Linked DNA regions of Mus musculus: region 2 is linked to region 1. A link is a contact called in public HiChIP or PLAC-seq data. All regions are on one chromosome and are shown on one strand. Each heading gives the region's core, a stretch centred on a gene start, on an enhancer-like site or on the middle of the called end of the contact. The rest is flanking DNA. Distances are from core to core; before and after follow the strand shown. Region 1 holds the start of Gemin5 (gem nuclear organelle associated protein 5). Region 2 holds the start of Olfr322 (olfactory receptor 322).

Region 1 (7,092 bases), core at 1,675-4,174:
AGTTAACACCACATCCAAGGATAGTCTAAGTCAGCCAAGAGCGAAAGAAGGCACTTCTAACTTTTGAAGGGTGGCTTGAAAATTCAGTATCATAGAAAACACAGCATCATAGAAATATGGGGAGCAGAGCAAAGTCTGGAACTGGAGCTCACAGGATCATATGACACCCTGGGCTGCTGTCGTCCTCTGAGGACTGAGGCACACAGGCAAGAGGAAAGAAAAGCAGGATCATAAACTAAGCCAAACCACCAGCAGACAGCACAGTACTCGGTACTCACCCAATGGCTACTAGATTTTCGTGATGAGGTGAACACGTCAGACAGAATATGGTCCTGGGCTCTGTGAAGAGGTGCTGGCTGTCATTTCTGTTAAGCCAGTAACAGAAAACGACTCCTTTTTCATCCCCAGAGACTATTAAGTCCTTAACTGTCGGAGACCAATGCAGTGCTGATATTGTATGCTTCAAACAAAGCAAAGCCAGATGAGTCTCATTTGTGAGTGTTGGGCTGTAAACCAGCCTAATGCTACCCACATTACAGGTACTTAAGAAATATGCTATAACTACCTGTATAGCAATATAGTAAGTCTAAAGTTAAAACTTTTTGTGTGGTTTTGAGACCGTCTTACTTTGTAATTTTGGCCTGGAACTCAAGGCAATCCTTCTGCCTGTCTCCTGAGTACAAGAATTCTAGAATTGCAGCCATGCACCACCATGCCTGGGGATACTGACATGGACGTGCACAGACACACTTTTTACTCATGTGTGCAAAGCCACATGTGTGTCTATGCAGGCCAGAAGAGGTGAACGGATTCCCTGGAGCTGGTTATGAGCCAACCCACAAGGGTGATGGGAACCCGACTTGGGTTCTCTGGGACAGTAGGAGGCACTCTTAATGGATGAACCATCTCTCCAGCCCCTATATTTTCTATTTATTGTGTTGGGGAGAGCATGTGCCACAGCCGAGCATGTGGAAGGCAGAAGACTCTGTGGAGCCAGTTCTCTCTTACTTTCATGGAGATTAAACTGCTCAAGGGGCTGGAGAGACCGCTCAGTGGTTAACAACACTTGCTGCTTTTGCAGAGCTTTGGTTCCTAGCACCCACATGGTGACCAACAATCACCAGAAACTTCAGTTTTCATGTACTTCTTACCACCATAGACACCAGGCCTATAGGCGAAATACACATACACAATTCAAGTAAAGAAAACAAAATAAAACAAAGTATCAAAACTCAGGTCATCAGGCTTCCAGGACAGGCCCTTGAACCTGGAAAGCCTTCTCATCAGTTATCAGTCCGGGTATATATTTTATATGGACCTATTGGCTCTGTTAGACTTTGTAGGCCATGCTCTCAGTGGCTGTTCCTCAATTCTATTGTTATATCATCAAAGCAGCTACAGATAAGAGTTAGTGACTAAGCCGGGCGTGGTGGCACACGCCTTTAATCCCAGCACTTGGGAGGCAGAGGCAGGCGGATTTCTGAGTTCAAGGCCAGCCTGGTCTACAGAGTGAGTTCCAGGACAGCCAGGGCTACACAGAGAAACCCTGTCTCGGAAAAAAAAAAAAAAAAAAAAAAAAAAAAGAGTTAGTGACTAGGGGCTGGAGAATAGCTCAGTGGCTACTTATCAAGAGGTCCCAGGTTTGATTCCCAGAGCTCTCACGGTAGTTTTAAACGGTCTATAACGGGATCTGAATGTCCCCCTTTGGTGTGCAGGCATACATTGGAAAAACTGACACCCCCCCCCTTCTCTCTCTCTCTATATATATACATATATATATATAAAAAAGAGAATGACTATCTATCTTTTTGCCTCCACTTCCCAAGTGCTATGATTACAGGTGTGCACCACCATGTTCATTTATGCAGTTCTGGGGACTGAGCCCAGGGCTTTGAGTGTGCTAGCCAGGCACTCTACCTAGCCAAGTTACAGCTGCTACCAGAAACTCTACTTTCTAAACAAAACATGCATCTTTAAAAAAAAGTTATTTGAGAGACTTTCCAACATATCTAAGTAGCCAACAAAAATGAGTAGCATTCCTCCATATGCATGAGATCTATTAAAACAATCTGAGGCCTCAGGATGCACAATTACCTGATGGAGTGTGTGTTCTGTCACTACAGTCTTGGTCTCTACATCCCAAACCTTCACAGTTCCATCGTCTGAGCTGGTGGCACAGAGGTTGTATTGTCCAGGGTGATGAGAAAAAGTGAAACCAGATACTCTTTCAGTGTGTCCCACCAACTCTCCTACCACTGCAAGCAAAACCAGACTTGGTTAACTAAAGCACTATCCAGACAGTTAGCCTGCATGTTGCTGGACAAACAACAAGCAGATAAACAGAAGTCACTTAACACACATGGAACAGAAACATCCACAGACGAAAGACAGAAACGCTGGGTGTCATCACCACTCATCTTACAGACATCACCGTCAAGTAATTGCCCAGCGGGATCAGAGAAGGGAGAACAGCCCCCACCCCAGGGGGCGTACTAGGGGCCGGCAGGGCCTTGGCCAAGCAGGAAGGCCAGGAGCACCCTAAACGCCGGGTCTAGGCTGGGTCAGTCCCTCCAAGCGAGAGAGGCCACGTGCGCGCGCCGCCGGACCCGGCGACTTACAGAACTCCCCCAAGAGGACGGCAGGAAGGACTGCGCCGACCCGTGAGGGGCTCACCTCGAAACGGGGGCGCCCCTGGGCTCGCGCCCGCACCCGGACCCACGCGGACGAGGAAGACGGAGGTCCGCGCAGCGAAGCCAAAGATGCCTCCGGGCGCCGCGTCGCTGCAGCGTGAGCAGTACCAGTTGGGGGACGGCGGCAGCGTCCGCGGCTCCGGCTTCATCTCCGCGGCCGCCCAAGCTCAGCAGAGGAGCTCTGGGACGGTGGTTCGCAACCGCGGCGTGGAGCGGGAGGGGGCGGGATCGATTTAAACCCCGCCCCTGGAGGCGGGCGCTACGGAGCGCGTTGAGGCCCAACCCGCGCCTCTCGCTCCCGTGCGCCGCCTGGAACTAAATTCCAGGTCCTGAGGTTACATATTTTCCTTAATTAAGGATTTAGACCTGTGGAACCCGCCAACCAGCCACTGAGCACACACGCACACGCACACGCACACGCACACACACACACACACACACACGCTAAATAAATAATAAAGGCCAACACACACACACATACACACACACACACACACACACACACACACACACACGCGCTAAATAAATAATAAAGGCCAACATGATGTGAAATACCCTGTTTCTACCAACCTCAAGGTTGACTAAGAGATGAGCTAATGCGTTTGTGTGCATTTACCGCCATATATACCTGTATTTAACTAAAGCTCCTTATTTTGTCCAATCCAGCAAGGCAAGTATTATTAAGCGAGAAACATCTGGGACAGATTGGACAAGGCAGTTCAGTATCCCAATTAAGTTTTTTTTTTTTTGGGGGGGGGGGGTTCGAGACAGGGTTTCTCTGTATAGCCCTGGCTATCCTGGAACTCACTCTGTAGACCAGGCTGGCCTCGAACTCAGAAATCCGCCTGCCTTTGCCTCCCGAGTGCTGGGATTAAAGGCGTGCGCCACCATGCCTGGCAAGTTTTTGTTTGTTTGTTTGTTTGTTTGTTTTTAAATGCTACATAGCGGCGTACTTTTCCAGTTTTTGGGAGGTGTTTTAAAGACAGATGCAAGAGTGTATTTAGCTGAAATACTAAAAGAATGAATCTGAGCTCTGGCTCAGCACTCAGGCAGGAGGATTGCCATGTGCTCCAGGCTAGGCAGCCTGGGCTATAGTATGAGAGCCTGTCAAAATAAATGAAATGAGTCAGGAATCAGAAAGGACAGGAAGAGACTCTGTAGTTGGGTGGGAATTCTGATTCCTGATACTGGGGTATTCAAAGATTAAAGAGCAGAGGTTTGACATCCCGCCTCCTGCTTAATGGAGTGCCTATGCTGTGAGAACTAGTTAGTGGTGTGGAGGGAAAAAAGAATTGAACTCTGCTTACAACTCAAACCCAAGCAACTTGTTCAGATTCGACTGTACTTCTGTACTGCTGTTAGCCCTTCCTGAATGTGGCATATGGAAACTTGCAATGGCTATCATTAATAGAGAGCCCTTACCTATGCTAGCATAGCCTAAGGGCACTAAATTCAGGGTTACCAGACTCCACATTGATCACTAGTTTTGCCAGGAGCACACAAACGCATTAGCTCGTCTCTTAGTCTTTATTATTTATTTAGTGTGTGTGTGTGTGCTCATATTTCACAATGTGTGTGTATGGAGGTCAGAGGTCAAGGAGTTGGTGCTCTCTTTCCATGATATGGGGCCTAGAGACTGACTGACTTCAGCTTGTCAGCTGGACCATCTCGATAACACCCCATCCCGTTGGCTTTTTTTTTTTTTTTTTTTTTTTTTTAGACAGGATCTCACTATATAGCTCTGACTAGCCTGGCACTTGCTCTGTAGACCAGACTGTGTTGAATTCACAGAGATCTACCTGCTTCTGCCTTCCTGAGTGCTAGGATTAAAGGTGTGGGCCACCATGCCAGGCAATTTGGTTTCTGAAAGAGTTTTCTCAGTAATGTTCACAAATTTGTGTTAGAGTGATCTTTCCTTCCTCTTTCTTCTTTTCCTTTGAGATAGAGTCTCACTGTGTAGTTCTGATTGGCCTGGAATTTGCAGCCCAGGGCGACAAACTGGTGGAGATCTTCCTGCTTCAGCCTCTCATACGCTGGGATTACATCATGTGGTGCTACGCCAGGCTCCTTTTCTCTGAGACAGAGCCCGGCTTGTGTAACATGGTGGTTCTTTAACACCAGTCTCCCACATGCTGATGTTACAGTCATTTTTAACAAGAACCCTGAGGCCCACTGAAGACAGAGTTTGATGAACCAGCCTGCCTCCATTTTAGGCTTAAAAGGTATCTTTTTTTTTTTTAAAGATTTATTTATTTATTATATGTAAGTACACTGTAGCTGTCTTCAGACACACCAGAAGAGGGAGTCAGATCTCATCATGGGTGGTTGTAAGCCACCATGTGGTTGCTGGGATTTGAACTTCGAACCTTCAGAAGAGCAGTCGGGTGCTCTTACCCACTGAGCCATCTCACCAGCCCAAAAGGTATCTTATAGTAGAGGCAAACTAGATTCATTCCTGTTTATGATTAAACCTCCATTTCTCACTGATTGGGCTATGCCACACCTGTAATCTTAACTATACATGGTTCTGTGGGTTCCAGAAAATGGCAACTGTGTCTTTGTTTCAAAACCATCTTGTTAATCCTACCTTTGTTTCAAAAGGTTTTTATGGCCGGTCATGGTGGCCCACACCTTTAATCCCAGCACTCGGGAGGCAGAGGCAGGCGGATTTCTGAGTTCAAGGCTAGCCTGGTCTACAGAATGAGTTCCAGGACAGCCAGGGCTATACAGAGAAACCCTGTCTCAAAAAACCAAAAAAAAAAAAAAAAAAAAAAGGTTTTTATGACTACCTTCTTAGGACCACCTTGTGATCATAACTTTCTTTCAGGAGGTGGTTATGACCAATTTGCTAGTCTGTTTCTGTTTATGGGACTAACTTATTAGTCAGCTCCTGTTCTAGTTCTGCTCCTGTAACCTCCACCTAGCAAATCCATTTGGAAACACCCAACCCCTGAGCTATAGAAACCTTGTCTTCCTCATATCCGATGCTGCCTTCTCAAACGTTGCTTTAGGGGGAAGCAGTTCCTGTATGCAAATAAAAAAAGCTTGCTTTAATTAATTGCTTGCTTTAATTAACTTGGCCATTATGATTTGGATCAGTGGTCTTTCTTGTATCTTTGGCCTTAAATATTTAGGATTAAAAGGTTCTCCTGCCCTTTTCAGGCTGTTATGAGGTGAGGTCACAGTTTTTCTGATTTTCAGTCTTTATGAGGTCATTCACTCCAAAGAAAGACTGCTCTGACCAGACTTTTCACAAGGACGACGCATTCCTGGTCTCCATGACAACGCACTCTGACTTTTCCGGTCCCGGAAGCCGGCCTCGGACTGCGCATGCGTATAGTCAGCCGGCGTTTGATCCCGGAGGCTTCCGTAGGGCTCAGCATGGCGGCCGCACTACTGCGAGAGTTGGGTAAGGCTTGAGTCTTTCTTAGAATTTGGGAAGGAGGAGATAAAGAGAATCGAAGTTGACAGCTCGTATTCACGTTGCAGGTGCACTGAGGGTACCTAACCTGAGGATCTGGGCAACGCAGACGCTGCGGTAAGAGTCCTGCCACGAAGATCTTGCAGGCTGCGCCTGATCTGCATCGATCACAGTGCACTTGTGTGCCAGGCAGTACTTTCGGCCTCAGGTGGAGGGCGGCCCGACCCAGAACCCCATAGAGACTGTTGCCTCCGGGGGCTCCTCTCGGTGTTTTCTGACCAGCCTCTCCCTATTCCGTAGGCACGATTCGAATCTTCGACTTTGTGTGCTATACCAACAAACATTCCTGGTTATTTCTTTATTCACTTGCCGTGGGCAAGGACTGTTTGGAGACTCGAGGCTTGCCTGACATTGTACATTCGTTCGCTGTTGTTTCTCAGCAACTGGAGTTTGAGCCTTTTGCTCTGCAGAACATTCTGGAGCCTCTCGAGAAAGCCTTTTGTTTGTTTGTTTGAGTCTCGCCATAAGTCAGTCTGGCTTCTGCTTACCAGTCAGAGGCTGGGATCCTAGGCCATGCACTGTCCTGCTAGGACACAAGCGTCCCTATGCAGTTGAGTTAGCACTGGCATGGATCCGTAGGGTACATCCGAAGTTTCGATTACATATATAGTACTTGCAAATGAATTGCTTCTTTGGAGCAATATTTTGACATAATATAATTATAGTTGTTTGATTCCGTTTAAAACCCATTTCAGTCCTGAGTATTCATAAAACCTGTAAGTATTCATGAAACTTTGTCACTGTTAATTCATGGCATACTTAATTTACCAGACACCATATTGATTGCCAAATCTGTATTGAGGTTTTGAGAAATGCAAGGCAGTTTCTAAGGGATGGCAGACAGTAGGTACCTCACGCTCACAAAATCTTGTTTAATAGTTTATCCTAATGGCTTCTTTGAAAGATTGAAGTCAGAGTTGA
Region 2 (7,092 bases), core at 1,881-4,380, 500 kb after region 1:
GGATGTGTTTTTGGAGAACCGCATCAGCTGCAGTGTGTGCAGCCTCTTTCATCTTCCTCCCTTGCCTTCACTCTGATTCTGTTGTTAAGGAGAATGCAGAGGAGAGTTGGGGTCCTGATCTCTGAGAAGATAAAAAGATAAAAAGATGACTAGCATTTGATCACTCCTGTAGCTAGAGGGCTAGCTCAGCAGTTAAGAGCACTTTTGGTTCCTGCAAAGGACCTGTATTGAGTTCCCAGCACCCACATCAGGAGGCTCTCAACCACCTCCGGCCCCAGCCCCAGCCCCAGCCCCAGCCCCAGCCCCAGCCCCAGCCCCAGCCCCAGCCCCAGCCCCAGGCCCAGGCCCAGCCCCAGCCCCAGGCCCAGCCCCAGCCCCAGCCCCAGCCCCAGGCCCAGCCCCAGCCCCAGCCCCAGCCCCAGCCCCAGCCCCAGCCCCAGCCCCAGCCCCAGCCCCAGCCCCAGCCCCAGCCCCAGCCCCAGCTCCAGCTTGAGCAGCTCCCATGTCCCTTTCTGGCTCTGCAAGCACCTGCACAGAGTCAGAGAAAGACAGAGACAGTCAGGCAGACAGACAGACAGACACAAACACACACAGACATAGACAGACACACAGACAGGTGGTTATATATGTACTTTCCTTAAACTAGAACAAATATATGGAAGACCACACTTAAGAGTGAAATATAAAGTAAGAGAGATCCATTTTACGTCTTTCAAAAAGAAACACACATTTTAAAAAAGCCTACAACAGAACAAGAAATGAAAACAAAAGGAATTGTAGGAAAACAAGGTTTACAAACAAGTGACTTTTAAACATGAGAAATGTTAACATGCTCGAAAATACCAATGGACAGCATTCATCCACATTGGCCTTGCACACACACACACACATACACACACATACACACACACACACACACACACACACACACACAGGTGGGGGGGCAGAGACAGACAGAGATAGATAAAGATCATTTATTATTTAATATGTTCTTTAGTTATGTGTGTGTTCTCACCATACAATTGTGTTTATTGTATAGCTCAGGATAGCCTTTAACTTTATGTGTAGCCAGAGAAGGCCTTGATCTCCGAATCCTCCTGCCTCTGTTTTCTGAGATTTTCTGTTACTGGGATTACAGTGGTACACCACCACATCTTGTTTACTGGGAACTGGGGATGAAACTTGGACTTTGTGCATGCTAGACAAGCATATTTCACTGTAAAAGATGAATCCCAGCACCATATTTTGTTTTTTACCTACTTGAACTAACAATATCTGGGTGGACAAAATTCCATGTGATGTCACATGTCTATACTCATTTGAATTTAGCAACTGCTTGTATAATACCATTGTCTGTTAAATAACTAATGTTATTAACTACAGACACACACTCTTTCTGCGGACCATCTGTCTTTTGATGCTGTGAAGATGCTCTGGAGGGTATGTGTCCTCTGACCAGGGGTCAAAAATGCAGGACAGATCCCTTCACATGAGATTAATGAGGGCAAAGAGAAAATACTCAATTTTCAATTCTGTAAGAGAAACAGGTTTCTTTTATTAAAATCACATGTACAGCCTTGGGTGTGTGTGCAGAGAAGTAGGCATCTCTTAAGAGCTCTGATGTCAACTTAAACTCTCAACAAGCATGCAAGAATGGGTTAATGCCTTATGGCTTTCTATGATTCATGCAGCACTGGTGCAGGGCACACAGGCCACCTCAGCTTTTCTTTATGCAAAGATTTAGGGGTTGGAAAATGGTAGAGAAGTTGGGTTTATTTACACGGAGCCTGAGAGAGAAAGAACCCTCCTTTCTCTCTGTCTTTCCTGTAACGTGCTACAGAGGCAAGGGATATGCATGTGCTATTTAGCTGTGAGGTGGGTCGACCAATCTTCTCCGAGCAGGATTTGAACCTGGACCCTGGGCCTTCTCCATTTCTTGTTCTAGCTGGCAAGAAGACTCAGTGGGTAAAGGGACTTGCTGCCAAGCCTGATGACCTGCATCTGATCCCCCACGCTCACATGATGGAGGGAGAAAACTGACTCCTAAAAGTTGTCCTTGTACCTGCAAAGGTGAGCTAACACACACACACACACACACACACACACACACACACACACACACACACACACAAATAAAACAAAACTTTAATTAGGATTCCACTTTTCTTTAAGGAGTATTTCCTATGTACTTTGGAAGAAAAACAAGCACCATGCTGTCTAGGCAGCAGGCCCAGAGAGAGGTCTTATGAGCCGCTGGTTTCACTGATAACCTATTGTCTCCTACACCATTCTCTATCCAGAGATCCAAAACTCACTAAAAATAACAAAAGGACAGAATGTGTCCCGTGGGTCCAAGGCAAAGCATGGTTCGTTTGCTCCAGATATGGTGCAGTGCTTCAGCTGCTCACTGAAGTTCCCTCTGGCAGGAACGGTGCTCTAGATGGGTTTTGTCAATCTAGATAAACTTTAATGGTTTACAGTAGATTTCTCTATATTTTGCAGTAGATTATAAAATACATAATGTATATATACAGTCTATATATTTGTAAAAAAAAATTAAAGATATTTCTAGGTAACACCAGTCTGTCCTTGAATTACCAAATTTTCAAAAGTCTCTAAAGAAAAACCCAGCAAATTTATTTTCAAATACATCTGTGTGTGAGCCAATCCAAGTGGGCTCACATGGGTGATGTCCACATTTCCCATCTGCTGTGCTGGGCATGTTCAAATGCTCTGGGTTGATTATGCAGGGCTGGATGCTGGGCATGTTCAAATGCTCTGGGTTGATTATGCAGGGCTGGATTTTGTGCTCTTTGCCTTTGGACAGGAGCTTGGGATTGTGGGTCTGGAGAGAATCAAAATCTGGACCACAGCACAGTTCATCTCTTGCTTCATGGAATTAGAGGCAAGACTAGAGCAAGTGAAGCAGAAACAAAGCATCAATTGCTAGGTTCAAAGACAACCATGTCCTGTTTCTCCGTATGACATCTGACTTGCCATATACATGACGCAGTTTGCTTATCTGTCAGAGTTACTACATGGTTGTTGGAACTAAACAAGTAATAAATAATTGAAGTTCTGTCCTCTCCCATCACTGTCAGTATTGATGTCTTCCTCAGGTGCAGTAGAGATGGGAGCAACCAATGACAGCACCTTCAGCCATTTCATCCTTATAGGCTTCTCTGACCGGCCCGAGCTGGAGAGGGTCCTCTTCGCCATCATCCTGCCCGCCTACCTCCTAACCCTGCTGGGCAACAGCATCATCATCCTGGTATCCAGGCTGGACCCGCACCTTCACACCCCCATGTACTTCTTTCTCACACACCTGTCCTTCCTTGACCTCAGCTTCACCAGTAGCTCCATCCCACAGCTACTCTATAACCTCAGCGGGCCGGACAAGACCATCAGCTATGTGGGCTGTGCTCTGCAGCTGGTCCTGTTCCTGGGCCTGGGGGGTGTGGAGTGCCTGCTGCTGGCTGTCATGGCCTATGACCGCTTTGTGGCGGTCTGCAAGCCCCTGCACTACATGGTCATCATGAGCCCCAGGCTCTGCGTGGGCCTGGTCTCAGTGGCCTGGAGCTGCGGCGTGGCCAACTCCCTGGCTATGTCTCCTGTGACCCTCAGTCTACCCCGCTGCGGGCACCGCAGGGTGGACCACTTCCTCTGCGAGATGCCAGCTCTCATCAGGACGGCCTGTGTCAACACTGCCGCAGTGGAAGGCACCGTCTTCGTCCTGGCAATAGGCATCGTGTTGTCGCCTCTGGTGTTCATCTTGGTCTCCTATGGTTACATTGTGAGAGCTGTGTTACAAATCCGCTCCGCTGCAGGGCGGCAGAAGGCATTCAACACGTGTGGTTCACATCTCACCGTGGTCTCGCTTTTCTACGGAAATATCATCTACATGTACATGCAGCCGGGGAACAGCTCCTCCCAGGACCAGGGCAAGTTCCTCACCCTCTTCTACAACATTGTCACCCCTCTCCTCAACCCTCTGATCTACACGCTCAGGAACAAGGAGGTGAAGGGGGCGCTCAGAAGGCTGCTCCTGGGTAGCCGAGAGACAGGGAAAGTGAGGGCTGGTTCCATACGGACCAGAGGGAAGCTGTCCTGGTGAGGATGGCACTGAATACTGAGAGAACTTTGCAAGCTCTCAGGCAAACATTTAATGAGAAAGAAAGTGGGCAGAGAAAATGTTCCGCAGTGATTTGGGGGGAAATTCTGACTATTCTACCACGGAGGAAAACACAGGCATGTTACTGGATTCACAAAGGGTTCTGAGATTTGGTAGTCATGAAGATGGTGTGTGTTCTAACTTTCTTCCTTGTGGTTAAAGCAGACGTTTCCATGTTAGATGCAGATCTGATGGTTTGTCCCTAGGCTGGTGTAGTGTTATCCTGTACATGCTGAGATGTGATCTCCTGGTAAGGTAAGGGGCCAACAGGTGCCTTCTGTGCACTTTTTACATTAGGGACATTAGGGGAGAGTGACTGTGGGTAGCTGGTCTTACAGGTAAGGCATAAGCATCATGCTCTCTTGTCCCCATGTCCCCACATAAGTCCCTTTGATATCAGGGGTATGGAGGGCAGGCATCCCTGGTCTGGATGTCACTCCACATAAGGGCTTGGGTAGCACTGGCAGTACTGGATCTGGTCTACTCTAATGGACAGCTCTCCACTGACTTGCGTCCTCTGGAGTTTCTATAATCCTGTGTAAGGTCCCAAACTATGTGCTTTGTGAATGAACTGAACATTACATGTTTCCCTACCATTCTATCCCATGATGAGCCACCAATCAATAAAGAGTATTTTCACTCATCTCCCTTGTCAGCATGACTAGATTTAGAAACCAGGAGACCAAGGGACACCTCAAAGTGGGTCAGAGAGGGCGTTTGTAGAGCACGAACTGAGGGGGAAGGCCCACCCTGAGTGTGTCTCTGTGCCCCAGACGGTTAACAAGACTAAGACAGAAGAAACAAGCAGGAAGCCACATACATCTCCCTGCAGTTTCCAGGCTGCCCTGAGGTGAGAAGCCCCTCGGCTGGCCACGCCTTCTTGACAAGATGGACAGAACCATCAGAACCATCGGAACCCCTGAGCCTCTGGGCGTTACTTCTTCATCAAAGCTTAGTGACTTAGTCACAGTAATGAAGCAGTAACTGATGTTACAGCAAAGCTAATGAATGGAACAGCAAGGGTAAGTTCTCACCAGCGTGTAACCTGGTCCCAGGTAGGACACAACTTCTCTTAAAAATGCATGTCATTTGCGTGTTTTAAATTTCTTTTTGATCACTTTTATTTTGTGTGTGTGTGTGTGTGTGTGTGTGTAGGCTGGCATGTTTCACAGTGCGTGTGTAGACATCAGAGGATACCTTGCAAGAGTTGGTTCTCTCCTTTAACCATACAGGTCCTGAAGATCCAAATCAAGTCAAGAGGCTTGGCAGCAAGCACCTTCACCCACTGAGCCATCTTGCCAACCCTGTTTTTAATTTCTTAATGACATGCTAGGTGCTTTATTCATATGAACAAAGTGTCTCTTCATGACCACTGTTCAGCATTGACTTCTGTCGTCTGGTGTTTTATGTTTCCAATATTTCCACCAAAGCATTTTGTGGAATCACATTGGTTCTCTATCCTTAAACCTCAGCCTTTGACTTGACCCAGCCCAGCCCACGTCTGCCATAAGGTTCTGGATAAACGCTGACCTATGTAACCACATGGGGGAGTGGCACTGAGCTTCACTGTGACTTAGGCTTGCTTTCATCTTGTGAGGAAGCCTCCACGTGTGGTAAGTCTCTGCCGGACTCTCCTATTGGTAAACCTCAGCATTTGTTTGTGGCGGACCTAACTACAGTGATGCCCATGCTGGACTCAGAGCTGAAGACAAAACCCAGACGGAATCTGCCCCTAACCCAAGATGCGTAAGGTCTTGCCTCATTGCAGACAGCTGTGATTCTATTGCCAAAACTCCAGGACGAAAGCAGGGGAGAATCCTTTATTTTTCCTTCCAGGAAAATCATGCAGCTTTTCTTCCAGGACAAAGGTGAGAACAGATGGGGTAGTATCCACTGTGATGCCTATTCTGCCGAGCTCCTCACCTCGAGCCCTTGCGGTGTGTGGGCACACAGTCCTCCAGATCTCTAGTCATGGCTGAACCTCCTGGGAGCAGGGGACACAGGTTCATCTCTCAGCAGACTCTCTACTCTAATTGGAATCTTCTTGGGCTACCCTTGAGCAAAGGAAGTATACAAAAGAAACATAAGCTCCCCTGGCTTCTAAATAATAGGTTTTGTCTGGTATAACTTGGAACAGCCAATCAGGACAATGAGAACAAGGACGGTCAGCAGCTACTTCCTCCTGTGTGGTTGATGAAGGAGAAAGCACCAGTTTGGGAATATTTTGTTTACTCTTGAAAGCAACCAAGTGTTTGAGAAATGCATCTTGTCAGACTCAGCTTAATTGTCAGTTTGACACAGCCTAAAGGCATCTGAGAAGAGAGCATGGACTGGCAGGTTGACTAGGTCTGAGTGGCCTGTGGGCGTGTCTGTGAGGGATTGCCTTGATTTTAATTGGTTCAGGAGGACACAGCCTACTGAGGGCAGCACCATTCCTTGGAGAAATGGATCTGGGCTATGTAAGGAAGAAGCTAAGCCTGAGCCTGGGAGTGAGCCAGGCAGTGGCTTTCCTTCCTGGAGTCTACATCCGGTTCCTACTTGGGTTCCTGCCCTGACTTCCCACAATGATTGACTGTGACTTGCAAAAATAAGCCAATGAACCCTTTTGTTCCCAAGTTGCTTTTGTGTCAGAGTGTTTTAGCTCAGGCACAGAATAAAACTAGAGCAAGTCTAGACTGAATGACAGGCCTCCTGTTCTGATTCTGCTAATGGATTGTTTTAATAACTTAAAAATGGCCAAATGTGGGCCTGGAGACATGGCTCAGTGGTTTAGAGCACTGTCTGCTCTTCCAGAGGACCTGAGTTAAATTTCAGCAACCACATGGTGTCTCACAACCATCTATACTGGGATCTGATGCCCTCTTCTGGCATGCAGGTGTACATGCAGATAGAGCACTCAGACATCAAATAAATTATTTCTT

The links. HiChIP or PLAC-seq counts read pairs in DNA pulled down with a chosen protein or histone mark.
Region 2: an H3K4me3 HiChIP or PLAC-seq map of stem cell-derived neural progenitor cells shows a contact between it and region 1, with 4 times the contacts expected there. The contact joins the promoter of Olfr322 here to the promoter of Gemin5 in region 1. A contact is called at or near these places in 1 of 39 promoter capture datasets (3T3-L1-derived adipocytes) and 1 of 115 datasets of contacts at active chromatin or transcription factors (stem cell-derived neural progenitor cells).

What each region holds. Positions count from the first base shown.
Region 1 is chr11:58,165,615-58,172,706 of GRCm38.p6, forward strand. Gemin5 (gem nuclear organelle associated protein 5) reads right to left here and starts at 2,925. Exons shown (of 28, transcript NM_172558.3): 1 at 2,674-2,925; 2 at 2,095-2,255; 3 at 279-460. The coding sequence starts at 2,839. Mrpl22 (mitochondrial ribosomal protein L22) reads left to right here and starts at 6,050. Exons shown (of 7, transcript NM_175001.5): 1 at 6,050-6,099; 2 at 6,180-6,228. The coding sequence starts at 6,072.
Region 2 is chr11:58,662,431-58,669,522 of GRCm38.p6, forward strand. It overlaps Olfr322 (olfactory receptor 322), which reads left to right and starts at 3,131. Exons shown (of 1, transcript NM_207693.1): 1 at 3,131-4,114. The coding sequence starts at 3,131. The coding sequence ends at 4,114.